2 separate regions of the Anas platyrhynchos genome follow, and region 1 is linked to region 2. A link is a contact called in public Hi-C data. All regions are on one chromosome and are shown on one strand. The core of a region is the stretch at or near the end of the contact, and the rest is flanking DNA. Distances in the headings are between cores, read along the strand shown.

Region 1 (4,478 bases), core at 180-2,679, 88 kb after region 2:
ATGTTCGCCTGCCTGTGGCTTGGTAGCTTTGAGTTATCAACCGGAAAGCCCCCGGTGGGACCAGCTGCTTGTCCTGCCAGTGGCGGAGGAGAAATGCAGCGGCATGGCATGAGAAATCAGAGCAGGGTTTCAGCCGAGCACTCCTTAATTGCGAGCGCTGCTAAGGTTAGAGACGGGGGAATTTATCACTGCAGTTTGACGGCGGTTGCAAGGACGTTACGATATCTCCAGCCATGTCAAAGTCACAGCTCCTGCTGGTAATAAATGCCCGGTTCTGCGTGCTTAGAAGCCTCCCTCGGGTTTTCTATTTGTGCATGCGAGAGATGCTCAGAAACGGTTTCCACCTCGCACATTGATCATCTTCTCCCGTGTTAGGAAACCCCACAGGGCACGGGCACATTTTACCAACTGCCTTCCACGTGCAGTGTCGGCAGCTTGGCCAGCGAGCCCCTCTGCTTGCCCCCTGCAGACATCTGCATCGACGTGCTGATAGTAGCAGCTCCTACAGCCCTGACACTGCAGCACCATGAGGCAGGGATGGGTTTTCCTCCGAGGAAAGGAGGAGACACCGAGTGTAGGAGCTCTCCCCAGCTCTCACGCATAATGTTTGGGGCAGAGCTGGGTCTGGCATGTCCCTCTCCCTTGCCCCAGGTGGGGAGCCACGAGCTTTGCTTTCTCCTGGCTGTTTGATCGTTCATTAAGCCCCACTTTGCCCCCTCTCCGGTTTGACTTGCAGCCCTCTCGAAATCACCCAGCACTAATTCATGCCGCAGAGGGGCTCCTGTCGCTGGGAGATGGGGGAGCCCGGGGCCAGATGAAGACAATTTCTTGCAATTTGCAGCTAGACCGCGAAGTTGCCGTGTTATAAATCGATTTCCATTTCAATTTAGATAAGATAGCCCTCTGCCCAAACACGCCTAATAACTCTGCGGGTCCACGCAGCACTGTAATTATTCCCGGAGAAATGAATAGGAACGGGCAGATTTTTGCTCTTTTTTTTTTTTTTTTTTTTTGAAAGCGCAATTAAAGGCCTCGCGAAGCTGTGCTGGAGTGATGCAGGCTGGAGAGACGGAGGCGTCTATTCCCTCGCTGCCGCGCGTGGGATTTATGCTCCGAACTTCCATTAGTGCTAATGGCAGCCGGAGCCGCCGCGCTCCTGTGTGCCGCGCATGCCGAGCAGGCAGCGGCGGCGGGCGGGCGGCGGGGGGCTCAACGTGCTTCCCGAGGTCTGTTCCAGGCTGGGAGGACAAATATCAGGCTCAGGACCCACTGGTTAGCCCCTGGAGGGGGAAACTTGGCTCTGTGCCGTTGTGGTGTGGCGCTGAAGAAATGTAATGTGATTAAGATGTATCTGTCTCCAAGCTTGAGTGAGGCGGAGGCAGTGACTCATACCACCTTGCTGTAACTGTCAAAACACTTGGCTGGCGAGAATAGCCTTCTACACAAAAAGCACTGATTCAATATGTTTATATTTAAACAAAACGCTGAGGGGCTGATTCACTGCGGCATTACTACCGCCGTGCGTGCCTGCAGCCCCGGCCAAGCAGCCCCGAGGCACGCACAGAGGCCGTCCGCTCTGACTTTCAGAGAAGGATTAGAGCAAGGCTGGCAGCTCGCGAGCCTCCTGCCCTGGAGTTTCTGGGCTTTGCCAGCAGCGAGCATCGCGGTGAGCAGCTTGTGTCTGCTTTGCTCTCTGTGTCTTTTGAGTGGCTTTGCACTTTCAAGTGGGAACACGTCCTCTTAACATCAGCCTTGTAGCCCAGAGGTGCGTTTGGTGTTCAGCTGCTGGTTGCTGCCCTTCCTTGCTCCTAAAGCAAGTGCTGGGGGTTGTGATAGCTCCACTGCTTTGCCTGATGTTGTGAGATCTTTGGGAACTGACTGCGGTTCGCACCCGAGGGCTATGTCCTGAGCTGGTGCTGTCCGTACCCTGCAGACTTGGCAGGCAGAGGGCTGGTGCCAGCTGGATGCTCGCCCAACCCACTGCCAGGACGGTGATTTGCATCCCTCTCAGGACACAATCCTCTCCCTCTAAGAGCACCCCGGGGACCAGTGGGGACAGGGCAGCGTGGTGGGGACAGCTGCAGGCTCTCCTGCACCGTGGCTCACCCTCATGCAAGACAATTATGTCTGGAGGGGGTCTGGGTCCCAGGAAACTGCATCTGGCATGGCCACTCCAAGCTGTTTGCCAGTTTTTCTTCAGGACCACACATGCGAGGGGCAATGACTGTCCCACTGTCACCCTCTATCTCTGGGGGAAGAGACATTCCTGCTGCCAGTGACAGCAAAGGAGAGGTTTGCACGGAGCTGAAGGAGACCGAGGGCTCTGCACATAGCAGCAGTGATGCTCTGCATGCTGTGCTTGTCTATTCTGCCTCTGCTCATTTTCTGCTTGCAGAGCACACAGGCAGAGCTGGGTCTGTGCTTCTGCCTTTTCGCTGAAAACCACCAGGGAGCGAGTTTTAGCATTTAGAAGCCCGGTTTGAAGGAGAACAACGAGCCCCTGGTTGGCTCATCAGCCTGTACGCTGAGTTTGGCTCCTTTCCCATCCCTGATGGCCCGGGTGGCCATGGGAACGCCACTTCGTCTTTCATACCTCTGTCCTCAGAGTAGTCGGAGGAAAAACGTAATGTTCTCCTACCCCACAGTGTAGGGAGGGTAAATGCTTTGGGACTGCACTCAGAAAACACAGCAGAGGGGCTTTAACCTAGGAGAATCTACTACCAGAGTAGTTAAGTGCTCGGGGTGCCCGGTCTCTAGTGTAATTCAAATACTAGGATAAAACCTAACAGCGCTGAAGGCTGCTGCACGTGTGTTTGAATGAGTGTTCGTGGCTGCTTACTGCAGCTGTGTCCTGGTCCCAAGAGCTGAGGGCAGTGCAGGGAGCATCTCTGCTGTATGCAGTGGGTCCAGCGTGACTAAAACACGGCGTTGTCCTGTTGCACGGGTGGCAGACCCCTTCTGATACCTCCGTGGTGGGAACGGTGCTGCTTTGTGGGATCCACGTCAGGCCAGTCCCAGGGCTGGGGGACTTGGCTCCAAATCAGGTGCTAATCCATCAGTCAAGGGTTTTTTGCCCCGGTTTGTAATGTTCTTTTACAGCAAACCTCCATCCTCGCTGACTTGAGATTCAGGGAGAAAACACAAGAAGAACCTCCTGTGGGGGGGTCTGTCCTCTGCGGCCACCTCCGTGTGGTTTTGGTGCAGAGGGAGGATGGCGGAGCACATCGCCTCCTCCCCTGCGAGACCTGCACCGATATCCTTTCCCTCCCACCTGCAGCAAGGACTCCAGGAGCTCCCCAAGCCCACCCTGTACGATGAGGTCTGGTTTGGCTGCACAACGCCTTGGGCTATGGGGTAGAGACGCAGCCCAGAACCAAACCCTTTATTGCCTCAGAAAGCCGGGCTTTGCGTGCCCCTGTAAAAGATCTCAGTGTGGGAAAGAAATGTATGCCCTAAGACCTGAGTGACTCCAGATCCTAACTTTTGGGGACTGTCTTTAAAATCCACCACAGCAAGATCTCAAAAATGCGCCCATTTAAATGCAAACCACAGCAATCAGAGCGGGTTTTGGTGCCCCACCGGCACATGCCTCCCGGGATCGCGTCACAAACCGGGCACCACAACCGGGCCCTGGCTCTCCCGGGGGTCCTGAGCTGCCCAGCACCAGAGGTTTGGTCTCGACGAGGTGCTTTAACCCCACATCTCCCCCTCGGAGAAGCACAGCTGGGAGCAGGGCGAGCAGAGAGCCCCGACCCCAAAGGGGGGCACCGAGCCTGGGCCCCCGCACCCCCCACACTGCGGTAACCGCCACAGCTCCACCGGCCGGGCCCGGCGGCTCCTCCGGGCCAACACCACCCCCTAGCGGGGCCGTGCCGTGACAGGGGGGCCTCAGGAGCTGCCTGGGTAATGGTGACCCCCAGCCGGCCTCTCCCCTCCACAGGGACCCCCCTCTGTGACGAGGGAACCCTCCTGCAGCCCCCCGAGCCCCCCAGCTACGCCCCGTTAGCCCGCGGGGGCAGCGCTGCCAGGGCAGGGTCTGCGGGGCTGGAGGGCTGCAGGCTTGGAGACCCCCCCTCAGGTTTTGCCTTTGGGGTGTGGAGAGGGGGCTGTGGGGTCGGGGAGAGCACGGTCCCGTCTCTGGACCCCCTGTGCAGCCCAGGCTGTGCTGCCACAGGCATGGCGGCAGCGTGACCGAGCCTCTTCTCCTTCTTGTTTTGCGCAGAGCTGATCTCATCGGGGCCTACCAAACACATTAACGACGTCGAAAGTAGCCTACTTTAAGAGGAAATATGCAGAAGAAGAACATTTACATCAAGATTGCCATGAGTATTGTCCAAAAGTGAGTAGCTTTCTCCTTCCAGCTCCCGTCCTCCCTCGGTGTCATTCCTCCATACTAAAGACCCCTCTGATGCTCTTTGCTCCCCAGCACCTGATACTACCCGAGGACCGGACTTGTATTCTAAAACTTTCTCTCCAGA
Region 2 (4,489 bases), core at 749-3,248:
GCACAGGCTCACCCAGCACGAGGTCAGTATTCCCTGATTTTACTTCCCCCATGGCATGGGCACGAGCAGGTGCTGTCTTGGCCTGCTCAGCAGGAGGGGCCTGACCCTGTGGTGCTGCAGGCTGTGGCAGGATGCTCTGGGAAGGAGAAGGCTGTGGTTTTATTCCTCTTCTCCCATCTTTTTGCAAGCTGTGGGTAGCCTGGCTAGGAGAGCCACAAGCCCTGTAGTGCTTTGTCTTCTCCTCCTAGAGCCCTGCAGAGGGAGGATGGCTGTGCCAGCACACAGCAGCGGCTGGGAACATCTGCTCAAACCAAGCAGAACTGGTGATTTTGCAAAGCTGCTGAGGGCTTTGAAGAGTTGGGGTGATGGACGAGACCTTTGCTGTCCAAATCCCAGAGCTGGGCCATGTAGGGGGCACGCTGTCCAGCAGAGCAGCCCCGCACAGGCAGGCAGTGTTCCCTGGGGGGCTGCTCCCCTCACAGACCCAGCACCCCCCGAGGGCAGAGGCAGCACCGATGCTGCTGGGTGGGGGCAGCAAACTTGAAAGGGCACAGATTCGACATCACTGAGCCCGCCTCAAGGCTTGGCTGGAGGAAACGGGCTTGGCAGAAGCAGAAGGTTTCTCCAGCACGCCCGCCGAGAGGCGGCTTGCGTTGGCCCAGGGTGCTGGAAACCATCTTCTAGCCTGGGCACGGCTCCATCTCCATCCAATCTGTGCAGCACGAGTCCTGCTAAAGAGCAGGGAAGTGGCTGTCCCTGGGCCTGTCTCGTGGCAGGTAAATACCGTCTGCAAGTCGGTGGCACGGCCTGGCTGCGTGAGGTGTCTGCAGAGAGAGGAAACGCAGGGCCCACACCTTGACAGATAAAGGAGGGTGCGTGGGTGCCATTTCCTCATCCTTAAGCTGCAACCTTTTAGGTTGGGTGTTACGAAGAACTTCTTTACCGAAAGGGTTGTTAGACATTGAAACAGGCTGCCTAGGGAAGTGGTGGAGTCACCATCCCTGGAGGTCTTTAAAAGACGTTTAGATGTAGAGCTTAGGGATATGGTTTAGTGGGGACTGTTAGCGTTAGGTCAGAGGTTGGACTCGATGATCTTGAGGTCTCTTCCAACCTAGAAATTCTGTGATTCTGTGATTCTGCTGCAGGGTCTGATCTCGCTGTGGTTTCAGCCTCTCCAACAGCCCTCCTCCTAATGGGACCTACGGGAAGAACTTTTGCTCCATAATAAACTTTCAGGGGAGATGAGGTCTGAGATCAGCACGGGATTTTTCTGGTTTAATTTGTATTTTCTCAGCAAATCCAGAGTTTTTCAGATTTGGTACGTCTGTAAATATCAATGAAATTTCTGCTTTGAACACTGATCGCAGCGTGTTTCTGATAATCTGTCGTTTTATAGCCCACCCTCCTGGTTTATGTGCCCTCCTCCTTTGCTCAGAACTTAAGCCCTGGATTTTTTCACTGCTGCAATACTTTATTTTTTTTATTTATTTCTGAATACCCAGCAGCTGCTTAGTTTCAGACTCCTAGACTCCTGTCTCTTTTGCAGTACCTAGGTTTGGTATCCTTTAGCCACCGTTGCCTAAGATGCTTTGCAGGCAGAAACTCACGGAAAACAGACACTTGGGAATATTGGGCACCTTGTGTCTGAAGGTGGACGACCAGGAATTAAAGTGCTTAAAATCCTAGAGAACTATTGGAAAATGCTTCCTCCCTCCCCTAACTTTGTAGGCTGGGGTAGTTTTGCCTTGGAAGGTAGTCGTGGAGATGGTGAATTAATTTTCCTGCTCGTCAGTGGTTATCTCCTGTCCTCCCGCAATTCCGAATGACAGCCCACCTCATTAAAACCCGGCGCGTGTGTGCTTGATATTAAACAAATTGGATAGCCTTGAGATTGCTTATTTCTTCCAGGGATACGAGGATGAATTGAAGCAAGGCAGTCTGCAGCCCGGCGTGTTTCAGCTGAAGGCTGCTAATGACGCATCCCAGAAACACAGAGCATCAGCAAGTCCTCTGGTACCTCGCTGATATTTTTCCTGCAGTAGCACGAGCGCAGTTACAGCTCGGAAGGGTGGGAGCTGAAAGACTGGAGGAGATGAAGGAATTTGAAGAGAAAAAGAGGATTTCACGAGGCGAAGTCAGGGGGCGTCTGTGGGTTGGTGGGGGAACAAGCAGCTAGAAAGCGTTGGCACTACCGGCTGCTTTAGGAATGTGTAGGGATTCGGAAAGACTCAGGTAAAACACTTGCAAGTGCGTTTGCTTTGCAGGAAGGGGAGAGCAATGGGTGTGCAGATTGGGAAGAAAGCAGAAGAGCAGAGGTAGGCAGGAGTGAGAGAAAGCAGAGCACTAACAAGGTAAAAGTGGTGAAGAAAGAGATGAATCCGAAGCAGTCTCGGGGATGGATATAAACTACAGGGCACCTGATGTAACATTCAGTCTTGCTAGCGACCACCAGGGAGGGGAAATTGCTGCTGCCTGTCATTCCAGCCTGCCCTTCCTCTCTCCCCCCCTTTTATCTTTTGATTTATAGCAATACGAATTGTCCTTCCTAAGAGCAGATCATGAGACTCAGCTGAGGGATTAAAGCCGAGCCGCTGACCTCCGAGCGCATCGTAATGCCTGTGAATCATTGCCTCATCCCCCGTATTGGCAGGCTGATGGATTCCTAACGAGGTTGGTGGTGGCATCTCCGTGTTGCTGCCTGAGCTGTGCCTTTTGTGCTTAAACTCTGACTTGGAGAAACAAGTTCATTCCAGGCTCTTTGTGTTTCTCTCCTCCTCCTTTTCTCAGCTTTTACTTCTTTAAATGTAGACTTCTTTTGACAGATCATCGCCATGGTAACTAACAGGCCCGGGCTGCCTACAGAAATTGTAGTAATAAAGTGGTTGGTTTTTACACATGATGAAAAGATGATGAAGCACAATGATAGGTGATAAAGACACAGGTAATTGCTCTAGAATAATATTGCTGCCAAGAAGATGACTGAACTCCCACACAGAAGATGAACAGATGGTGTATTTATTGAAATTCATAGGCTGCGAGCAGAAAAAAAAAATGTAATTGATGGCTGTGTAGGTTTTGTTTCAGTTTACTATATGGTGAACTGAGCCAGGGGAGCGGCGTGCCAGCAGATGGAGCCCTTATGCAAAGCCACCGCAGCTCTCTGGAGAGCTCACTTTGCTCCTTGGATCAGAATTCCAATCAGAGCCCCAAAAGCAGCAGAACTGCTAATTGCTCCGATGCGTTCTGCTGCTTTAGATCTGTCACGTAGCCCCGTTTTATTTTAGAAAGGGTGTAACACTTCTGTAAGAACAGTCGTGGCAAGTGGTACTAGCATGCTGGGGATGGCGAAGGAGAAAGTAGAAAAGCGAATACTTGTGAAACTTGTGCTCAGCACCACTTTCCCAGGCCAAACGCATGCTTGTGTCAGGAAGCAGCAGCTGTAGATTATTCGGTAGCCTGGTTGCTGAAGACTTTCTCCTGGGCTGCTTTGCAGTATCCAAGGGAAGGCAGAGGCAGGATATTTTCCTCCAGTTCATCATTCTGCCTCTTCAGTATGAGATAAAACTGGTCAATCTGATGTCGAGGATCTTGTCCAAGTGTTGTCTGCACACACTGTGCGGTGCTGTGGGTTCGGTTTGAACGGATCTGTTTCTTCTGTGTTGCGTGCTGCAAGGTCCTGAGCATGCAGGGCTGTGGCATCCCCCACCACGGGGCTTGCTGCTCTCAATTTCCCAAAAAAGATCGCTTCAGTGCTGGCCAGAGGACAGAAATATCTGCAGGAATCATTGCCTGAAAGGTGTTACTCTGAGAGGTGTGACAGGCTGCTGCCTTCCTGAGCTGCCTGCCACAGCCCTGACCCCCCTGCTGGCTCCCCAGAGCAGTGATTTATTCGTGATAATGTTTGGGTGCTGTTAGCACATCCTCTGGCTCTCTTCCTCTGCAGCCTGGTGCTGCTTTATTGATCGCAGGACTCATTTTCTCATCAAGTTGGGCAAGGAAACCACTTCCCACCTGGGTTTGCATCCAGCTGCACCTACTCGTGTATTGACTGCGTTTTGTAGGGCTCGCGTGCAAGGGGCTGGGAGAAGGAGTGTAAATAAAAGAAGGAACAGGTGCTTTGTCTTACAAGGGTGGTGTCAATGAGAATGAAAATAAATGGGGTATGGAAGAGCCTCTCTCTGCGGGGCACTTCGCTCAGGGGGAAGAAACTGTAAATTGTGGGTTCACCTCTTGGCAGTATCTGTGTCAAACTCTTCCTGCCTTTTATCTTCTTCCTCTGGATTGGCAGGGCCCCCACATCTTCTGTGGCACCTGAAAAATCTGATTTGTATGCAAATTGCTGCTGTTTAGGTTAAAACTAACTTGCTGTCACTTTCTTTTTTTTTTTTTCAAACTTTGTTCCCTTTTCCTCTAGAAGGGGGGGGGGGGAGAAAAAGTTCCTTAAGTGGTACACCTTCTCCATACAAGATTAAACAGAATCGCGCTGGCA

What was found. A called contact is a pair of places that touch in the nucleus more often than the background predicts.
Region 1: a contact with region 2 is called in a Hi-C map of subcutaneous adipose tissue, with 2.4 times the contacts expected there. The contact joins two enhancer-like sites. A contact is called at or near these places in 6 of 8 Hi-C or Micro-C datasets (F1 follicle, F5 follicle, liver and 2 more).

The regions. Positions count from the first base shown.
Region 1 is chr5:6,876,117-6,880,594 of IASCAAS_PekinDuck_T2T, forward strand. LOC101792402 (a long non-coding RNA gene) reads left to right here. Exons shown (of 4, transcript XR_003497624.3): 3 at 4,223-4,339; 4 at 4,427-4,478. Among named protein-coding and RNA genes, the nearest start is that of SYT16, 110 kb to the left of the region's middle. Within about 2 kb of position 1,430, at least 4 of the 8 cell types and tissues checked have an H3K27ac peak or open chromatin away from gene starts, as enhancers often do.
Region 2 is chr5:6,787,658-6,792,146 of IASCAAS_PekinDuck_T2T, forward strand. The region is part of intron 2 of SYT16 (synaptotagmin 16); the gene reads left to right. Among named protein-coding and RNA genes, the nearest start is that of SYT16, 22 kb to the left of the region's middle. Within about 2 kb of position 1,999, at least 1 of the 8 cell types and tissues checked has an H3K27ac peak or open chromatin away from gene starts, as enhancers often do.